2 separate regions of the Rattus norvegicus genome follow, and region 1 is linked to region 2. A link is a contact called in public Hi-C data. All regions are on one chromosome and are shown on one strand. The core of a region is the stretch at or near the end of the contact, and the rest is flanking DNA. Distances in the headings are between cores, read along the strand shown. Region 1 holds the start of Rbfox3 (RNA binding fox-1 homolog 3). Region 2 overlaps Rbfox3 (RNA binding fox-1 homolog 3).

Region 1 (4,261 bases), core at 896-3,395, 51 kb before region 2:
AGAGTTATATTCACAGGCCCTGTCACTCTTTTCTGGGCAGATCCTTTGATGGCCTCTGGGCCCACAGGGCATATGCTCCGGGGCCTGTTCTTGAGGGATAACCTACTGGTCAGGCCACATGGCTGCCCCTGGCTACAGGTGCCTGCTTCATTCAGTTTAGTACCAAGCTTTCTGAGTGGCTGACTGTGCTGTTTGATTGGAACCTGTCTGGAGACTGGAAGACTGCCACCTGCAGACCTTTTTGGGAATGACCTCTGGAGGTGGCTTCGTGACTAGGGTTTCAGTCCTGAGCCGTTTCACTTGAAGCTCATGGCTTGTTCAGTGCAGTATGGGGAACCAGACTTTGGTCTCTGGGAGGGCTCTAAGAGCAGGATTAGAAGGGCAGTAGGAACTGGACCACAGGGGAAGGGCTTTCAGGGCAGAAGAACCAGGAGGGAGACACCATTGACCCAGGGAGACGAGACAGGTTAGTGATGGGTGTGTATGAGCCTAGCCAGCAACCCCATGACATGAAAGCTTGGGTCACCAGATCACATAGAAAGAAACAGTTGGTCTGTAGTGGCAGAGCTGTGCCATCTCAAATTTGGGGCTGGGGCCATCTCAGAGACTCTTATGAATGTCCAAGAGACAAGGTGTTTATATTCAGTTGCAGGGCTAGGCTGCTTACTTGCTCTAAAGCACGTGATTCCCACTGGGCAAGACAGATCAATGGCCCAGACAGGCTGAAGGACCAGAATTAAAAGCTCCCGAGAAGGCAACAGCCACTCAGCTTGAACACTGTCTGCCCTCACTCTGTAGGTAAGGCAGTGTGCAGCCCAGCTAGCCAGAGAGTACCTCAAGGCCATTCTTACTCTCTCTCTTCTCCACTCTGTCTAGTTGCCCTATACACGGAGCTCCAGGCTCCATGGTATGTGCCTCAGACTGAAAGCTGTAGTTAGGTGCAAGAAACAGGCCGGTCGTTTTACAAACAGCACTCAGCAACCTGTATCAGGCTTTTTTTTTTTTTTTAAATTTTTTTTTTTTTTTTTTTAGATTGCAAATGTCCTCTGAGAGCACAGGTTCCCAAGTCCAGGCACTGCATGGCGGTCGTCTTTTACATAGAACAGTAGCTGCTCCAGTCCAAGCCTTTGGGAGTCAAGTAGGCTTTTTGCTCAACTCTGGAGCCAAATGCTGGGGGCTGACCCTACTGTTATACCTGGGTCTCATCTTGACAGCTCAGAGGCAATGATATCTTCCTCCCAGCCCCTCTCTCTCCCCAACACTAGAGATGCCAGCCTTCAGAGCATGCTAGGCTCTCTTTCCCTGGGTTGGGGGAGACTGGAACGCTTCCGATTTTTAGGTTCTCCTAACTGACCTGGATGGAAATATTTAAGGCCACAGGATTATCAGTGGGGACAAATGTGTGCTCCCTGTGTCCTCTTCCAGGGTAGGCCTCCCGCCTCCCTGCCTGCCCTGTGATTCTCAGGAAGGCAAGGCATGGAACTCCAGGCCTATTAAGGGTCTTCCCCAGCGGCCAGTTAGGCGCGGGCGCTGCAGACTAGCTGGAGAGGTGTGGGGGAGGGGACATTCATTCCTGCCGTTCAGCGACCAAGTCTTTCTAGGGACCCCTGGGCAGAGAGAGAGAAACTGGTCCCAGCGGAATGAGGGTGCAGGGGTCCTGCTAAGTGTCGCTAGTGATGACTTACACTGAGATCGCCCAGGAGAAGGGAGGGAGGAAGGGGAGGTGAGACCACGGTGGTGGTGGTGGTGGTGGTGGTGGTGGTGGTGGTGGTGGTGGTGGTGGTGGTGGTGGTGAGCTCGGAGGAACCCAGCTGCCACTGAGCTCTAGGGTGCCCTGCAAGTCTCACCAGCCTACGCATCCCTGTTGTTAAGAGGCTGAAGCTGGGACTCCAGAGCTCCTGTGGCCACATTCAGCTGGCTCGCGTCCCTCCCTGCCCCGCCGCCTTCCCTGGCCGCGCGACCGCCGGAGCCCCCCCCCCCTCTCTCGCCGAGCTGCGCGCTCCGCCCGTGCAGCCGCCACCACCGCCACCGCCGCCGCGTGCTCCTGCTGCCTTCTCGCTTCAGCCGAGCCAGCCAGAGGAACGAGGGGGGGGGGGGGGAGAGAGAGAGAGAGAGAGAGAGAGAGAGAGAGAGAGAGAGAGAGAGAGAGAGAGAGAGAGAGAGAGAGAGTGTGTCGGCGAGGCAAGCGGAGCGGGGACACGGAGCCGTTGCTCCGGAACCAGCGGAAACCTCCTCCGAGAGCAGTCGGGAGCCTGCCCCAGCAGCTCGCGTGATCGCCGGAGACGCTGCGGCCGCCACCGCCGCTCCAACCCGGCCTCTCGCGCTCCTTGCCGCCGGCTCGCCTGGGCGGCCGGGATGCAGCCGGGGCATGGCCGCCAGGGCCCCGTCACCTGCCGCGGGGAACGCTGAACCCGTGAGTAGCAAGACCCTGGGCTTCCACCTCGGTCATCACCATCACGAGGGGCCGGCTGGGACTGTGGGCACAGCCCGGGGAGGGGCGCACGGGACCCCGCAGTGGGAGGCGGGGCCGGCGAGGACGCGGGGCTGTGGAGCATGGCCAGGGACAGACCTGAGGTCGCGCGAGGATGGGGTGGCGCCCTTGGGGGTCAGGGGTCCGCGCGCGGGGTCGGGGTTCCTGAGTTCTGCGGGGGCTGGGGTCCCGGCTCCGGGCTTAGGGCTCCGCAGGGAAACCAGAGGGGAGATTTTGTGAATGGGAAGGCCCAGGGTCAGGCTCCATGGAGACACCAGGGAGTCCCGCGCGCTGCGTGCCCGTGGCGGCGGCGGCGGCGGCGGCGGCGGCACAATGCCCGGCTCTGGGAACTCCCAGACTGGGGGGAAGCCGTGGCGCGCGGAGATCCCAGCCCGCGGGGCACATCAGAGAGGCGGCCCCAACCCGAGGGGCTGGAAGCAGGACTGGCGACCCTGATGCGCTGCGGCGTGCGGCTCTCGCCACCCCCAGTCTCAGGAGAGCTGCTGGGTTCCAGGAGGAGAGCCGACTGAGGAACTGATGACCCCCAAGGAGTTGTGGGAGGGCTGAGGTCCTCCTCGGCTCCCTCGGGAGGACCAGGGCCCGCAGCGCCCCGGCATGCGTGGTACGGGCGCGGGTGGCGCGCAGGGCTCTCCAGTCCGAGAGCTGGGGGGCGCTCGGGGCCGAGTCTTCCCACAGGCGTGAACAAGGATCGGAGGTTACTGCTCGCTTAGGCACAGCCACAGGGCCGGGACAGCCTGTTTGGGAAAGCTTTGCTAAGATGGTCTGCACCACCCTAGCCCAAACTTTCTGACTAGTGGCCCCATGGGGCGGCGAGGCTCGTTTGCGGCTGTCTTCTTCAGGAGAGGGGTGTCAGGGGGTGGCTTCAGGCCGGCGGTCCTTTGGGGGCTCCCTGATGAAGCTTCGCCTCTATCCATTGGCATGCAGCCCCTCAGTGTCCTGGCCACCCAGGTCTCGCACCCAGTCTGTTAAGGCGCGGCGAGCACGAAGGGGCATCGAGACCCTACTAGACAGCTGGAGCAGACTCAGGGTCTTGGGTCTCACATGAGGTTGGGGGTTGGTTGGCTGTTCACGAAGCCCACTGACGTCGGCTAGTATGGGGGGGAGGACGAGGTGAGGAAAGTCCAGAAGGCAGAGCCACATTCTTGCTCCCCCTTTTGGATTCTGCTTTTCAGACGCACTCTAATTATTTAATGGTCACTTTTAAAAAGGACGCCGGAGGCGCCGGTAGTCTTTCGATGTGCGAGGCACCCACAGTGGAAGCTAAGGACAGGGACTGAGAGATCCTTTCTTCTGGGCAAGTTCCTTCCTCCTCCGGCTGGAGGTGAAGTGCCTTCTGGTGCACGCAGGGTCGTTAATTTTCTGTCACAAACGTTGGCCAAGCTGGGGACGCCTCGGGCGTGCATCGGGGAGTCTAGGGCCCAGAGTAGGTACGGGGCTAATGGAGTAGGGTCTCGGGTAATGAGGTTTTTCAGCAGAAATCAGCTTTGGTTTTACTGGTCTGCAAAAAATAATGAAAAAAAAAGTACAAACATTACGGCAAAACGAGCTCATTAAGTGCGCATCGCGGATCAGGGCGGATGTCTTAATCAGGCTGCGCTGGTAACGGGGATATTACACTAATTAAAACCAGACCCTCCAGGTGAGCGACTACTGGGAAGGGAGAAAGTTGTAGAGAAGGCGCCTGCTGGTGGAAGACAGGCGCTGGCGGCTGCGAGGTGGTCAGGGCCTCTGTAGGGTGGGCTCGTGGGTCAGGGGGCGCCTTCTCAGGGC
Region 2 (3,887 bases), core at 587-3,086:
GTCTTCCTCAGTCTCTCAGGAGCAGCAAAGCTAGGATAGAAAACTAGTCAGTAATGATGTCGGCTGTGTCCTGGCAAGTGCAGCGCTTCTTCAGTCTGTGGCTGGGCTTTGTGGGTCCTTCTTCCCTGGTTGAGAAGGCTTCTGTCCTACATCTACCCTCCATCCTAGCCCAAGCATGGTGCCTGCTAGATACTGTCTCCCTGTGGGACCTGAGAACAGGAAAGGGGTGACAGGTGGGTGGGGTCTAGTCAGATCCTTGATTTTTACACTCAGGAAAGGTGGAGGTGGGCTTGGAAGAGTGAACATACCTCTGTTTACCTTTGATGAGACTTGTCTTGCTCCTTGGAGTTCCTTGGAGGCCATCATCAGAGGCAGTGAGGTCAGCATCCACCCAGGTATCTCAGCAGCTCAGACCCTTGCGGAAGGCACACCTGATGTATCCCAGCTCACCAACACACAGGGACTGGGCAAGCTTTGGTGTTGCTGACAAGGGAGCAGCACGCCGTGTGCTCCGTGAATGCAAGCTTCCTTTTAGGCTGGGAACAGGTCCTTCTGTGTTGGAGGGAGAGCAGACTGAGGTCAGCTGTCCTCTGACATCCTGCATGGGGTGCGGTGGTGACAGATGGAGCTCTAGGATGTTGGCCTTCCCCTTCCACTCATGGGATCTATCTCAGTTCTAAGAAACCCGCTCATTCCAAAAGGATTTGCCTTCAATTCCTTGTTCACACCTGTAAGGCGTGTGCATGGATTTGACAAGATGGCTTTTGTGTACACACACACACACACACACACACACACACACACACACACACACTGGGGGGGAGGGAGAAGGGGAGGAAAGAGAAAAGAAGAGAAGGAGGAAGAGGAGGAGAAGGGAAGGAGGAAGAGGAGGAAGAGGAGGAGGAAGAGGAGGAGGAAGAGGAGGAAGAGGAGGAGGAAGAGGAGGAGGAGGAGGAGGAAGAGGAGGAGGAGGAGGAGGAGGAGGAGGAGATCACCCATGTACCTGCTGAAGGACATAGTCAGGTGGGGGCTCAGGAGAAGCGGCCGTGCTGCCCAGAGACTGGTTTGGATAAAGGAGATGTAGCAGACGTTCCTTGGGGAAAGAATGAAAGTCTTTCCCCTGGGCTTTGAAAAGTATTTAGACAGAAAGACAGCATGGGGCTGGCTGGGAAGAAGAATTGAGGTGGCTGGTGTCTGCTGCTAGGTGAGGCCACCAGCGAACCTTGCTGGGCCTTCAGGAATCTGAGCATGGCTGGAGTGGTCTCAATCAGGGACCACCAATTATTGTGTGGCTAATCAATTCCAGCAGGGGCCCTCCCTTTTCTCAAAGATGTCTCTTGGAGGACAGGAGGCAGGGGCAGGGGCAGGTGCCGGTGCTGGGGTAGGGCAAGGGCAGGAACAGAGTCAGGGGCAGGGGCAGGGGACTGCCCTGATAGGGGCTCCAGGAGCTGAGTTCTGACTTCTCATCTCTTGTGAGCCCCAGCGTGATGTTCCAGTAGACTTCTCCCTTTCCTTCTGGTTTAACAATAAGAAATATCAAAGATGCTTCCAGCCTGGGAGATGAAGAGGCAGGGCAGTGCTGGCCCTCTGTGATCCTGCCTCCTAGGATCCATCATTGTTTTTCTAGAACAAGAAAAGAGAGAGAAAGAGTTTCACTTGTAGGAGCTTTCCTTCCCCCACTTAATGAGGAGGTGGGTGTAGCGTGTTTTTATTTTATGGTACTTTTTTGTCCCTTACCACTCTGGGGGAGATGGCAGTGTGTGAGTTTGGGGTGCGGGTGTGTGGGGGAAGGTCCTCTCCTGGAGGAACAGTACAAGCAGATGTTACACCCCCATGTCTAGAAGGTGGGGGTGAGGACAGGCCTGGTTATGTAAGGGGTGGTGGAGGAGGAGGAGACACAGCAGAGTCCGAGGGTGCAGCCTTGGCTCCAGTCCAGCTAAGAGAATGCCGGTCAGGTGCAGCCTGTGGAGTCTGGTAGTGGCTGTGGTGGGCACAACAACACAGGTGAACTCGGGATTCTGGGGCTGGCAGGGCATGTTTTTGGTGGAGGTGCCCTCTAAGATACCGGGAGGCTTTCGAGAGGGCCGGCTACTCTCTGCTTTCTTTTTTTCTCCCCTCCTGCTTGTGAAATGATCGTGCAAACCAGTTCTCCAGCAACCAACTGGGGAGGCATTTCCTCGATGCCTCCCTCCGCAGGCACTGTGATCACATGACCGTGGAGCCGGCACACGGTGAGGGGGCCGAGGCGCCAGCTGTCAGAGCCTATGGTGCCCAAAGCAGGGAAGCTTCTGGTACTTTTCCATCACATGGATACGGAGGTTCGGTCCACAAGGTCGAAGAGGGACCTGAATGGGTGATACCAAGACAGTGACTGTGCTTGGAGCCACTGTGGCTATTCGAGTCACCAAGAGTGTGATGGTCCGAGCCCTGTGGGCCTCACGTCCACCCCACCAAGCAGGGGAGCTGCCCTGTAGTGCCTTAGCAGGGGGTGGTTCTTGAGTTCCTTGGTCTCTTGGTGTCCTCTAGCTGCTTGTCATCCCCTTGATGTCCACTTCTTCAGGTGGTTTAGGGCTCACCCCACGTCCTTCCTTGCCCTGTTCAGCTCTTCAGGTTGACCAGTTGTTCCGAATACTTTCTGGGCAGTAGCCAATCCCTGGCCTGTGTGTCGACTCCAGCACCATCTGTGCTAATGAGTTCACAGGCTCTACACCCATGAAGCTGGCACAGGCCCAGAGAGTGCAGTCCTCTCGCTACCTGCTCTTTTCTGACTGGCATTTATCCATTAGCTTTTTCGGTCTCCTTTGCTTGGTAAGGAGGGAGGGTACAGCTGACTGGAAGTTCAGTTCTGTGTTAGTGGTCAGTGGTTCTCCATCGCCAGCCGTGGACTTCCAGAACCTTGCTGTGCTCTGAGGTCCTCTGTCACTGGAGAATTTTGTTCTCAACCCCCCTGGAATGCACCTGAACTCTCTCAGAGAAAGTGCTCAAAAGGGAGTGGAGGAGGTCAGCTCAAAATGGCTACATGGTGGTTTGGGAGAATCTCTAAGTGAGAAAGGTCTTGGTGGTCAGTGTGGTTCCCAGAAGGTCATTGCATACTGGGTCCTGGGCCGTGGGTATGAGGTAGGGTGGCCTGAAGGAGTCTGTGCCTGTGTAGACCAGGGTTGTGGCCATTGGCCACATGGGAGCACTAGGCTGGTGTAAGCATTGATGCCACTCAGCACAAGAGCACAGCCCCTCGGGAGTGGTTCGTCTGCTACATTACATGTATGTTGGCTCAGTTACAGTTTGAGAAGATTAGGTTAAACGAGGTCTATTATTAAGATTAATCTCACCCATTTCATTTATTTTTTTACTTAATTAAAAACATTTGAAATATTTTAAATTTAAAATTAAAAAATGATGAAATTCTTGTTTATTTAGTGTGTGAGTCTGCGTATGTGTTTGTGCATGTCTTGGTATGTGCGTGGAGATCTGGAGACAGCTCACAGATTTGGTTCTGTCTACCTGTTCTCAGGGTGGAACTCAGGTTGTCATACTTGGTGGCTTTTCCTACTGAGCCACCTTGCTGGCCTTACTTTGAAAAAGATCTAAGTTTTATGTTTTAAAAGGTAGGTGCTAGAGGCAGGCATGGTGATGCTTACTTGTAGAGGTGGGGGAGATGGGGGGCTAGGGAGTGGGAGGAGGCTGAGGCAGGAAGACCAGGGGTCCAGATGTTCAGTTCTCAGCTTCTTGGTGTGTTGACTGACGTCCAGACTGGATACATGGGACTCTGTCACAAAACAAAATAACATCCCATACCCATAAAAAAAAAAAAAAAACCAAAAAACCTCCAGACCAAGACCGAAAGAAACAAAGAAACAAAGAAAGAAACTATGAATGGTTACTAAAAC

What was found. Hi-C and Micro-C count contacts between places; a contact is called where the count stands out from the background.
Region 1: a Hi-C map of frontal cortex shows a contact between it and region 2, with 2.6 times the contacts expected there. The contact joins the promoter of Rbfox3 here to the enhancer-like site in region 2. A contact is called at or near these places in 2 of 12 Hi-C or Micro-C datasets (frontal cortex and prefrontal cortex).

The regions. Positions count from the first base shown.
Region 1 is chr10:104,653,428-104,657,688 of GRCr8, reverse strand. It overlaps Rbfox3 (RNA binding fox-1 homolog 3), which reads left to right and starts at 2,145. Exons shown (of 15, transcript NM_001134498.3): 1 at 2,145-2,413.
Region 2 is chr10:104,602,925-104,606,811 of GRCr8, reverse strand. The region is part of intron 1 of Rbfox3 (RNA binding fox-1 homolog 3); the gene reads left to right. The region is part of intron 1 of LOC134480909 (a long non-coding RNA gene); the gene reads left to right. Among named protein-coding and RNA genes, the nearest start is that of Rbfox3, 51 kb to the left of the region's middle. Within about 2 kb of position 1,836, at least 17 of the 93 cell types and tissues checked have an H3K27ac peak or open chromatin away from gene starts, as enhancers often do.